Linked DNA regions of Mus musculus: region 2 is linked to region 1. The links are chromatin contacts, called in public promoter capture Hi-C maps. All regions are on one chromosome and are shown on one strand. The core of a region is the stretch at or near the end of the contact, and the rest is flanking DNA. Distances in the headings are between cores, read along the strand shown. Region 1 overlaps Neurl1a (neuralized E3 ubiquitin protein ligase 1A). Region 2 overlaps Sh3pxd2a (SH3 and PX domains 2A).

Region 1 (6,317 bases), core at 2,261-4,760:
GCTACAGGAGCCCCAGGGGGTATCCTCAGATTTGTGTGTATGCGTGTATATAGAGCTTGTGACTGTATGGGGAGAGGGATGGGGAAGGGTCCTCCCTGCAAAGGAGGTCTTTATCCTCCCAGCATCAGCTGCCAGTTTTGCTTATAATCCAGCAGGCCAGCAGGGATCAGTCAGGTGCAGGTCCCGCACGAGGTTTTTTTCTGGCACATATGTCCTGTCTCCTGTATCACTCTGGTGTCCTCCCGCTCTCCCCCACCCACCATGAAAGTCTCATTGTCTTCCATTCCTTACCTTAACCAGAAAGGTTATGGTGTATCCAGATCTTATGGACTCCAACTGATGATTTATCATTTGTGACAAGAGACAAGGGCTGCCTTCCAGTTTTAAAATTCACTCCACTCTGACCAGACCCAGAGCACCGACCAGGTGACAAGGGACAATGCTTAATCTCCTTTCTTAGCTGAACTGGCTGCTAGCCAGCCCTCTGACATGGCATTTGCATTTATAGCAGGTGTGTAAAAGCACACATGCAAAGCGTAGAGCCTTGCCTGGTGAGGCATGTGTAGAGCTGAGTACATGTTGGTGACAGGAGATGGTGCTTCCTGAAGCTGGTTCCCCATCTCTCCCTGGAGGAACATGGTCTGTATTCATACCCGGCATCCCAGGTCACTCCTTTCCCTGGGTGGGGTAGATCCTTAAGCTCCCCCTGCATTCCTGACAGTGGTCAGGCATCTTGCCTTGCAGACATTGTGTCTCTTGCTTCTCATGAGCACTACCGCCCTGTCTTGTCCCTATTATAGGAGTGACCACAGAACCTCAGAGACGGTCGGTGCTTCGCCCTGTCACATGATGGCAGAGCCAACTTGTATGGCCCCTAGGCTGGAGCTCCCAATCTCCACATGGTAGGGGTGGGTCCATCCATCCGCCATTCCTGGACAGTCACAAAGATGGGGGTTCAGTGCCTGTGGCTTCCAGCTGACATGTGCTTTCCTGGGAACAGGGATCCGGGTACCTCCATGTTCGGGTCTTTTCTGCTTGGAATGAATGGTGAACCCTCTGTTTCATCCAGGGCAGCTGGGGAGTGTGAGCAGGTGTGTTTGTGTCTAGGAGGGTCTCAGAGGGTGCTGCTGGCAGTGAGCCTGAGGCTGGTGGGAGCTGGGAAGGGCACCCAACACCAGGTTGTTTGCTCAGATTCTCTTTCAGTCTCCACCCCCGCACTGCACCTGTTGTGTTCCCATCATCCTGGCTGGGCAGCTGGCAGCTGTCACTGCTCAGGGCACCTGTCCCAGAGGACACCCTCTGGTCTCCATGGCTCTGGTTTCTCTGCACTATGCAGCTCTTTTAGTCTGTGCCCCTGCTTCATCTCCGTCATTCTCTTTCAGACTCCAGCTAGTGACCTGTGTTTTTCTTGGGTCCAGATATAGCTGGAGTTTGGGGGCGGTCTTCCGGGCTCCTCATTCTCCAGGCCCAGCCTAATCGGTCAGGGTAGGGAGGATGGTCCTGGCAGGTCGGCATTAAGCCCTAAATACCAGATGACTCATCACCTCAATCAAATTATCCTTTGTTCTTGACGGAAAACAAACCAAAACAAAACCTCAAACACGATAGATAACATAAGGAGCTGCCTTCCATCTCCTCCCCACCGCCTCTCTCTGACTTCTCCACATGCCAGCCATTTCCCCAGTCTCATGAATGAGAACGTATTTACCCTTCCTTCAGCCAGTTTAGGCTGTTACCTGAACACTGGGTTTGCCTATAGGCTACTCTGAGTCTAGTCACAGAAGACATCAGCCCTGAGTCCAAGTTCTCACCCAGCAATGCCTTGGGAAAGCCCACGCTCTGCTGGGCCTTGCTTGCTGCTCCTGTGAGGTGGACTCAGGACTCCTCTGCCTGCCTCAGGACAGGGCTGGGCCCACCGTTCTCTGGAGGCACTTTCCCCTCAGCCTGAGCTGCTGCCTGGGAATTGGTCGTTTTCACTGCAGTGTTTCCAAGGGCTCTGCCTTTGACTTTCAGCTCTGAGAAGGCGGATTTAGACAGAAGGGGAGATGCCAGGCCGTGGGAAGCGTGGATGAGAGAGGATGAGGTGAAGAAAGAGTTGATCTGGGCACCGCACCATGAGAGCCCATGAGGACAGGGAGACTGGGGACAGGGCGAAGCACACAGACAATAAAGCTGGCCGGGCAGGGTCCTATTTATTTATTTATTTTTGATTTTTTTGTTTTTGTTTTGTTTTTTTTTTAGTTAAACTTATTTTCTCTTTTATCAAAAGTATATTTAATTTTTAAAATTTTACAGTTGTGTTTGAATATGTGTGTTCATACACACATGTATATGTGTATGTATAAGTATATATATTGACAGAGTGGGGATTTCTCTGTGTAGTCCTGGTACTCACTCTGTAAACCAAGCTGGTCTGGAACTCAGAGATCTGCTTGCCTCTGCCTCCTGAATGCTGGGATTAAAGGCGTGCGCCACCACTGCCTGGCTATTGTTATTATTTTTTTTATGTATATGAGATTTTGCCTACATGTATGCTGGTGTACCACGTGCATGCCTGGCTCTTACAGAAGCCATGAAGGGGATGTAGAATCCCCTGGAACTGGAGTTACGGGTATTTGTGAGCTGCCTAATGTGGGTGCTGGGAATTGAACGCAGGTCCTCTGGAAGACCAGCCAGTGCTTTGCACTGCTGAGCCATCTCTCCAGCCTCCTAGAGTATTTATAATTATTCTTTTGGCGATTTCATATATGTCTATATCTTGCTATATCTACCCTTAATTTCCACATGGCACTGTCCTGGACACACACACATACACCTGGTCCCCTCGCAACACACCCTCCTTCTGCTTTCTGGTCTGATTTTCTAATCCACTAAGACCAGTTCCTGTGGCCCACACGCAGCAACCTCATCAGTGGCCATATCCCTGACAGAAAACTGGCTGTCTAGGAGGAGGGTCCTGACAGCCACATGGGCTCAAAGAACCCAGGGGACTGGTGTTCCCCAAATGTGGCTAGAGAGGAGTTGCTATTCCTTGGGGCGGGGAGGAAGACTACATCTGCCTTAGTATGACCACTCTGAGCCTCAGTTTCATGTCCTGCAGAGGGAGAGTGAACATGAACTCCTGAAGGGATGCTGTGGAGTTAGCTGAGGTTAGCCCTCTGCCTAGCACAGGGTCTGCACTGAGCCAATAGAAACACCATTAGCTGTCTTCATTGGTTTGCTCACAGAGTTGTGTTATTAGTTACTCTCCTTGCTGTGACAAAATACTAGACAGAAGGCCATTTAATGAAATTTTTTTTTATGTGTGCGAGTATTTTGCCCACATGCATATTGGGGTACTGAGTGCATGTAAGCAAAGACATGGTATTTGCTCACAGTTCAGTGGGAAGCCAGAGCTGCAGAAGAAACTGCTGGCTCATCACATTTGCCTCCTCAGTCAGGAAGTGGAGGGTGGACAGGAAGTGGGACTGGGCTACAAAATGTCCAGGCCAGGTCCCCGTCACTCATTTCCTCCATCAAGGTTTCACTTCCTTATAGGCTCTAGGACCTTCCAATGCAGCTCCCCTCGCTGGGCCAAGTGCTCAGGTGTGTGAGCCTGTGGAAGACACTCTGTACCCCGACTGTAGCTTGTACCCCAACCCCATCCACTGCCTCTGCTCAGTATGCTTGTGGAAACATAGAGCTGTTCACCTATGGCCACAGAAGCCCCTTCCCCAACGCCAGCATGGCTCACACCACGATCTAGAATTGTTTTCCCGAGTCCATGCCCTGTCCGCCTGCCAGTTGGCTTCCGAGGGTTGGTTCATGGTGGAGCACAGTGAAGCTTGCTCAGTGAATGAATGCCTCTTGCCTCATCCCTTTCAGTAAATGGGATCCTTCGATTAAGTGGAGGCTTGTGTGGTACCCAAGTGAATAATAACTAGCGGAGATGTGTTGCCTGTCCCACCCTGAAGAAGGGGTACCACCTCCTCTAAAGAGCCCCGGACACTGCTCTGGGGAAGGGTACAGGACATTGCTATTTCCTTCTGAAAACAGGGCAGCAGATTGTGGGGAACAAGATCCAGATAGGGAGACCTCTTTGTTCTGTGGTACTGTTCTAGAAGGCCTGGAGCTACCTTGGTGGTCCCTAATTCTCAATTTTTCCTACCTACCCCCACCAAACAGGTTTCTCAATCTTTAGCTCAGGTTAGCCTTGAGCTCATGATAGCCCTACTTTCATTTCCTGGTGTTGGAACTGCTACTGTGTGACACCATCCTAGCTTCTATTTCATTTTTTCTTCCCACTACCCAAATGAAAGGCTCCCCAACTCTTTCACCACACCAGCCCCAGTCCTGCCGCATGAACCCCATTCTACTGTGACCCGTTTTCCAAGGACCTCCTCCTCTACAAGGCCTGATGTGAGGCCAGAGGCGGGTGTGAGGACAAGCCAGGTGCCAGCCCCATCCTTCCGGATGCTGCTGCTCTCTGTCCTGGCCCTTGTCTCTTCCCACAAGTGCCCCACACCAGATGGCAGAATGACCTTTTATAAATGTGTGTCTGGTCCTGTTGCCTCCCTGCTGAACCCTGCCAGGGTTCCCCGGTGCTCTCAGGGAAATAGCCTGGTCTTCATTCTGCTCCTCCAGGCCCTTATGACATTCCCTGGCCTATCTAGTCTTGCTTGCCAAGAGAAAATTTCCCTATGGCTCTTCTACTGATCCACTTCTATCCATACCAGCCTTGCTTTGGAGATATGCTGGGCTCCCAACAGCTCGTGGACCTGTGCACATGTGTATCTGTTCTCTGTAGCACCCTGTTTCCTGACCCACCTCCATGGTAGAGACATTGATCTGCAAATCTTGCCCTGTTTTGGGCTCTCAGGGAAACCTGCCTCAAGCTTGCTAGGACCTGAATCCTTGGTTTCCGAGCACCTTTTAAGAAAAGTGGTACTATATTCTGCATTGTGGCTGATTGAGAAATGTCTGCTCCTCCCCGATCCACGAGAGTTAGGACCTGCCTAGTGTGGATCACGTCTCATCTTGACTGTGTAAGTTAGTGTATGACTTGTAATAGATGCTCAGTAACTGTGGGTTTAGGTACATTAGGTTGGAGCTCTGCGCAGGAGGAGCTGGGGCACATAGGTCGTGGATAGCTCATGGCTGTCTCTGTGTTGTGCAGAATAAGACATGAAGAGAGACATAGCTACAGGGTTCAGAGGAATGACAAGTTCCAAGAACGAGGACTTAGCAACTACCGGCTGCCCCAGGGAGGTTTCCGGAGACGATCCATGATCCCTAGTCCTGGGCAGGTGGTAAGAGACTATCCCCAGTGGGAAGAAAGCAGGAGCCAGTGATAAGGGAGGCTGCTATGTGGGATGCTGAGCCGTGAGACTAGGTTGCCTATGGGAAAGGCTAGTGGAGCAAGGCCCAAGATAGGTACATTAAAAGGCAGGTAGGATCTAGGGGGACAGCTCATTGTACCAAATGCTTATTGTCCAAATGTGAGGACCAGAGTGCAGACCTTCCAGAACCCATGTAAAAGCTAGGCAGGCTTGGTGGCTGCCTATAGTCCCAGAATCTGAGAGCCAGAGACAGGGGCTAGAGAAGTGGCTAGGTACACTAGCTGATTGGTGAGCTCTGGATTCAAGTGAGAGATCTTGTCTCAGTAAATAAAGTGGAGAGTGATCGAGGAAGATCCCAGTGTCAACTGCGGGCCTCCACATGCACGGCAGACGTGCGCATCCCCCCCCCCACATGTCTGAACAGATATTCACGCATGCAAACACAAAGTCCCTGTGCGTTCTCTCTGTCCTTCAGCCAGATTCTGGTTGGGGGTGCGCAGGCAGCAGCAGTGGCTTGATTGAGCGTCTCACAATGTGCGTACCTGAGTTCCACTGGATGTGGGACAGCAACCCAACCTTTCCCCCAGCTCTTTTCCCAGCCCGATTCCCCACCCACATCTTTCTCTGGGGTTACAGATCCTGGCCGGTGCAGGACAGGGCTTGGGAGATAGGAACTCTCGCGCTGTCTTGGTCAAGGTGCTTATCCTAGGGAGAGTGTGACAGGTAGTGAGTGTGTTTCCTATCCCTGCCTAGGCTGGAGTCCTGGTTCTGTTGTGACATTCTGGGATTCCCCAGGCAGATTCTTTGCCTCTCAGGACACACACCGTCTTTTCTGTAAAATGGGTTTAAGAATAGCTCTTACCTCTCAGCATGGACACCGTGCATTGTCCCACGTACTGTGAAGCTCAGTGAATGGCTTTGCTGTTCTGATGGCGATCTGGGCTTGCCTCCTGGGGCTAGAAGGGTTTTCCTCAGGCCGTCTGTGCTTTCTTCCTGCCA
Region 2 (6,317 bases), core at 1,636-4,135, 220 kb after region 1:
TGCCAGGCACTACATCTGGTTGGGCCTCCCCTCCTGATCCGAGTTCTTCATCAGACAGAGGCTGGAGGTAAGAGGGCATGTGGCCAGCTCTCTTCCATCAGCGCTTCATGAAGTCACGTCATGCAAGCATTCCCTGGGGGGAGGTGGTCCCCTCCCTCTGACCTCAGCCTGCTTCACTTGGCCAGAGCCCACCCCTCTCACTCACACCCAGACTCTTGCAGTCAAAGGCATGAGCTATACATTCTAGCCCTCCCAGGCTGCACTTGAGGTCCCAGAGAAGTCTCTCCTCCCAGCCCTTGCTGTAGATATGCCAGCCGTGCTGCAATGGGCACTGAAGATGAACCACTCAGCCAAAAACATAAACTGTTCAATGCAGTCTCCCTCCAGCCTTATCACATAGGTTGGGGCTAGGCAGAAAAGACAAGGATGCCTAATGGGGGGTACAAATTACACATGCTAGACCTAGTTTGGTCTCTTATTTGGTATAGGGACTTGGATGAGGTATCCAGTTCCTGAGCCTTCCACGCCTATGAAACAAGAGTAGCAAGAGGTCATGACTTGGATGGTTTTTTTTTTAAACATTTTTTACTATATTGCGTGAGGATGTGATGTGTATATCTGTGCGTGAGTAGACATGCCACATCATGCAGGTGGAGATCAGAGGGCAACTCTGTGAAGCCGGGTCTCTCCTTCCACATTTATGTAGGTTCTGGGGATCAAACTCAGGTCACCGGGTTTGCTCAGTGAGGGCCTTTCTCTGTTGTGCCACTTTGATGGCTCTTGAATGAAGATGAGGTGAGAAAATGCCCACAAGGCATTTACCAGTGTGCCTCGCCCATAAGAAACACAGTGGTAGCTCCTTTGAGTTTTTTCCTGGTAACTGTCTGCTAGGCAGGTAGCTGTAGTAACGGACCGAGGTGTGGCCTCCACCATCCCAGTCGATACAAGTGGGAGATCTGGACAGACCTTCACCCATACACTGACCATACACAGTTGAGAGCAGCCAATCACGGGGTATTTCATGAGACTTCCAGAAGGGACAGAAACCACCTTAATGGCTCCTTGCTCTGACTCTCTCTGTAGGGGGCTGCTCTGAATCACTAAGCTCCCGTATCAACACACAGGCCCAGGGGTGCTTACCCTCTCCAGCAGAAGATGCTGAACTTCCAAAAGGGTTCAAAGCTTGCCCAAGGTCACATGACTAGAACAGCCAGCTGGGATTATAATCCTAGTGAGACTGTCCTTTCCCACCTTGTGGCAAAACTTGACGGAGTCACTGCATCTTAGAGAATTGGTGGTATCTCAAGTGAGAGGGAGGTGGGGAGCCCACGGACAGATGTGCTGAGCTGAGGGAAAGAACAGGTGGTGGGCGGGGCCACCCCTCAGTGGGGACAGTTAGGTCAAGCCAGGCATCTTGGGACCCACACCCCAAGTCCCGCCCTAGAGTGCTCCCTCAGGCTGGGCCCTGTGCTCCCTCAGGCTGGGCACTAGCATCTTGTGACCACTCCCTGCATCTAGAAGGAAGCACATGGCCTTACAGAGCTATTCTGGAAGCTTGATGCCCCATGGCAAGCGTCCTACATGGCACTCACTCCCTGGTGACCTCTTTCTATTGACTCTTCAAGACCAGCTGCCTCCTTTCATGGAAACCTCCAGAAGATAGAGAAGTGGCCAGTCAGAAGAGATACAGACGTGGTGTTTGTTCTGTCAGTGGCTTTGGGGCTTGGTAGGGGAGAAAGCAGAACTGGGGCGTGACTGACAAGTGTGCCCGGGTCCTAATGTCCTCTGCCTTTGAGATTTTCTGTGTCTGGGGAAAGACCTCCTAGAGGAAGGCTATAATAGGTCAGAGCCTCCGCTCCAGGCAACTCATCCCCAGCTCAGAGGCTGGACAAGGGACTGAGAGAAAGAGACCTGGACTCAGGAGCTAAGGTTTATACTCAGCTCCATCCCCACAAGGTCTGTGACTGTGGTCTGTGGTGAGCAAGCATGGAGCAAGTCTGGGCACAGCCTTGTATAGACGACAACTGTCCACGCATCTCGTTCTTGCATCTAGGCCCCAACACTGCTGTACTCCGTAACAAGAGTCGACTCTCTACAGAGGGATCCAGGGACCAGGTGTTTCAAGTGCATGGGCCCATGAGACACAAGAACATTCTCATAGGAGAAAGGTTTTTCCTGCATGGGTCCAGAGTCAGTAAGGAAGTCACAAGTAAGGCCATCCGTTCGTCTCTGGGTATGTGACCATTAGTTCAGTCTTTGGGTCTATCTGATCCTCCCTTCCTCCGGCTCCTGTAGGGACCCCCTGATATGTCCTCTTCCTGGCCCAGGGATGCCTCTGGTGGCCCGTCTCGGAGCTTCCCTATCCAGCCGCTCATCTCGGCAAATGCTGCATGTGAGGGTGGGACTCGGTTGGGGTGGGGGTTGAAAGCAATGCTCACCTGTGCAAATGGGCTCAGGCAGAACAGACACGGTCTCCCCCTCATCTTTCTCCACCTTGAACTCCAGTGACAGCATCTCAGAAATGCAAGTTCTAGGGCTACAGCCCCAGGACCTGAAAGTCACTCACAGGGCTGAGTTCGTTCCTTTCTAATGAACAAGTGACCCAGCCCCTGGCTCCTCCCACTTCTGTGTCTGCAGCCCCTGCTGTACTTGGGCTCCTGACTTCATGCAACTTTTAGGATTATTACCCAAACAAGGTGAGAGAGCAGCTGTTGGGTTGTGGTGGAGGGGACGGGGATTGTTATTTGATGGACAGTGTCAGACTTGCAAGGCACAAGAATAACATGGGTTTTCTACTCTATGATGCTACTGTAAACGGGGCTGTTTCCTGCATTTCTTCCTCCTGCCCATTCCACTCCAACCTTCCTCAAGTTAGTTTTGAAAGCTAAGCCTGGTACCTCTTAGAGTGCTCTCTCTCCTGTCTCCCCGTGTCACTGATAAACGTGAACAGGGCAACATGAGAAGCCCATCTTGGTCATCATCAAACATTCAGAGTCCGAGATACAGCCCCGGGGCACATCCCAGAATATGGCGACAGTAAAGGGAAACCGAGTCACCTCTTCCCTTTCTCTCTCCCACTGGCCTTTGCCAGGTGTCCCCTCCCCCGAACACCTGCCACTGCCATGTACAGTTAGTATAGACAGCAGCTTCTACTCCTGCTCAGAGATCACTTCCTTCCTTCTGCCCAGTTCCTGCTCAGCTCACCACACACTTCCTTCAGAGATGATCTGACTCAGGCTGGTCCACCCAGTCAGCCTGGGGCCTCCCTCTTCTCTGGAGAGCGACCGCTCTGGCTCACCCAGGTTTCTACAGCATCTGAAACGGTGTCTGGCACACAGTAGGTGCTGCATAAATGCTTGCTGGGTGAAAGACAGGAGGGATCAGATGAGCTATTGACCGTGATGTGCTTTCAAAGGTCAGCAAGGAGGCTGGAGCTCGGAAGGGTTGGTGGGCCAGTGGAAGAGCACTCTCAGCTTCGAGCGTACAGAAGCAGTGAACAGAGAAATGGTCCAGGGCTAAATCTAGTTCTTCCCACACCAGGATATCCCACGGCTGATGCGTCATCCTGACAGGGTCATACCCATCACCATGACCACATCTAATCAGTTAGCCAAGGAGCCAGCACAGAGGATGAGTGATGTCACCTCCGCAGAGCCACGAAGGCCTGGTCTTCAATGCCAAGGCATCAGTTGGGGGACTGAGTCCCTGTGTTCGGGAGAGTGATGAAGACTGGTCCCATCCTGATAGTTCCGGCTGTTCCCCAGCCCTCTTCCCTTCCCCCAGCCTGAAGGATTGGCTATTTCCAACCCCTTCTCCACACCCCTCAGGGCCTCCCCTCCCCGACCACTCTGGTAAAACAATCTGTCATGGTCTCACACCAAGAGAATGTGTCTTGGCACTGGAAAGGCCCAGCAAAGGCCCAGCTCCACCACCCCTGAGCTGTATAGCGCAGAGAGAGCTACATCATCTCCTAGTCTTCATCCTACATTTATAAAACAAATCTCACGTGAGCGCTGCGAGAATTCAAGGGAGTTCTGCACCTAAGATGCAGAGCTTACAGCTGGTACCCAGCACGCTCGACACATGGCCACGCCCACCAGCCCCTCTCCAGAGTGCTCTTAAAATCTGTAGTAACCAATTCTACTGGACCTAGTGAATCATTTGTTCCTGGGAAGTGGTCCTCTCTTTACAACTAAGACTGAGGCTTAAGAAGTCAGGGTGTGGGGCTAGAGAGATGGCTCAGCAGTTATGAGCACTAGCTGCTCTTCTAGAGGACCCAAGTTCGATTCCTAGCACCTGCTTGATAGCGCACAACCATCTGTAACTCCAGTTCCAGAGGATCTGATGCACTTTTCTTGCCCATTCAGGCACTGAATGTATGTTCTGCACAGACATACATGAAGGCACAAACACCCATGCACATAAAATAAATACATATTTTCCTAAGAAGGAAGGAGGAGAAGAGGAAGAGAAGATGGTAGTAGTGCCACCAACAGGGAAGAATGGCTAACTTCATCTCGCACAAAATGCTAAAATGTCACAGGATCTAGGTCTGAATTCTAGCTGTGCCACATCTCATCTATCTGATCACAGGGAAATATCCTCACGCACCACCACACACCCCCAGACCTCTGAATCTGTGTCTATGAAGGAGGCAATAACAGTCCTGCCTTGGCTGATGGGAGGCTCCATGAAGGCGTAGGTGTTTGGGACTCTGCACAGCTCCTAGGCATTCGCAGAGCTGAAGAGCATGGCTGTCATCCCTACAGGGTGTCACCACAGTGCACTGGCGCATCCTCTGGGAGCAAGGAAGAGGAAAGTCCCTGTACCGAGAAGCAACGGTTCCTCCACGTCTGCATTTGGGTTAACAGCTGATGTGTACCTAGTCAGGGTTGGCAGGTGGGAATGATCCTGCTAAGGAGAAACCCAGCAAGCCAGTGCCAGGTCTTCAACCACCCTGAAGAACAAGAGCCCATTCTCTGTACCTGGGAGCTCTTCCCTCTGACTCATAGACAGCATTCTCATATTTCAGGTCTGGTGAGCAATTTTACGGCCACTCCTCAAACAGCTTCCCCCAGCCCATTAAAATGGGCAAGCCAGCAGCTCAGATCTCCCCTCCCTGGGGATGGCCCTTAGATAACCTAGCCTGACTTCTTAGTAAAAGCCAAATGATTTTTAGGTCTCTCCCCACTGAAAGCCAGCCAACCCCGCCTGCTTAACCCAGTGATGAGAGGTGGGTGGAACTGGCCAGAAGAGACTCATCAGATGGTCCACGTGCGGTCAGGGGCCCTCCAGCTCAGATGCTGCCCAGATACTAAGGACTCCATTACAGCTCCATCACCCAGATTCCACCATCCTCCCGGAGGCAGAGAGAATGTTGCAGCTTCTGCAGCCACGAGTAGGATGCACACACTCACTCCTCTTTAATGGAGCCACTGCCCTGGCTGTCCTGACAGCTTTTCCCTCTTTGAAGTCTCCACCGAGTCTTTTGCCCACTGAGAGGGAAGCTCCATACAGCCGGGGCTCTTATTTTCTTAACACAGTGGAAATATTTGGCCTTTCCCATAATATTTAGTTTTCCCGATACAATACATAGACGGCACTTTTTTTTCATGGGAGGTTTTCAACAGACTGTTGTTTATTGAAGAGCAATTAGTAGGATACCACACACTGCCAGGGAAGGCCAGCCCTGCAGATGGGTGGGGGACAAACAGAGGAGCCATCCCAAGTGTGCGCCCCTAATCCACTTATAGGGCGCACGCACGCAGGCATTTGATCCCTCCGTAATGGGTGTGATTTATGGCATCTCTCTTAAATTAAAGGGGCTTTCTGAGTCGCTCTCCTAAGACTCCCTACCCCCCAAAAAAGCAATAAATAAGACTAGAAGGAACATTTGCAAGGGAAGGGCAGGAGGTAATGCCTTCTTTTAAGAGAAAGATTTTGTTTATTTTTTTTTAACGGTCTGGTCCTAACCTTTGAAGATGACAGATAGCATGCAATCTGTGTCAACCACTCAGCAAGTATTTACTGAGCATCTGCTAAGTGAAAAACCCTGCGGAGGGTGGGGGGTTGGGGGCACGGACAGAGGCGAGGGGGGAGGAGACGCTGATGTTGCCGGGTCACAGCTCACGGTGTAACTGGAGAACTCAGACAAGCACATAATAGGCTCAGAACACCGGACCTGACGCCATGTCTAAGCCTCACTGTGATGGGGCAAAGTGAAATCGCAGACAGGAGCCAGAGAGGTGGCCCAGGGGTTAAGCGCATCTGCTGCTCCTCTATTGCAGACCTGAGCAAGGTTCCCAGCACCCATGTTC

Evidence for each region. Capture Hi-C pulls out chosen DNA fragments and counts their contacts.
Region 2: a contact with region 1 is called in a promoter capture Hi-C map of adipose tissue. The contact joins two enhancer-like sites. A contact is called at or near these places in 2 of 115 datasets of contacts at active chromatin or transcription factors (microglia and pancreatic cancer cells) and 1 of 9 other capture datasets (adipose tissue).

The regions. Positions count from the first base shown.
Region 1 is chr19:47,221,476-47,227,792 of GRCm38.p6, forward strand. All of the region lies in intron 1 of Neurl1a (neuralized E3 ubiquitin protein ligase 1A), which reads left to right. Among named protein-coding and RNA genes, the nearest start is that of Gm36693, 22 kb to the left of the region's middle. Within about 2 kb of position 3,511, at least 55 of the 459 cell types and tissues checked have an H3K27ac peak or open chromatin away from gene starts, as enhancers often do. A contact at or near this core is called in adipose tissue and microglia, where this site is marked.
Region 2 is chr19:47,438,561-47,444,877 of GRCm38.p6, forward strand. All of the region lies in intron 1 of Sh3pxd2a (SH3 and PX domains 2A), which reads right to left. Among named protein-coding and RNA genes, the nearest start is that of Gm52384, 13 kb to the right of the region's middle. Within about 2 kb of position 2,886, at least 98 of the 459 cell types and tissues checked have an H3K27ac peak or open chromatin away from gene starts, as enhancers often do. A contact at or near this core is called in adipose tissue and microglia, where this site is marked.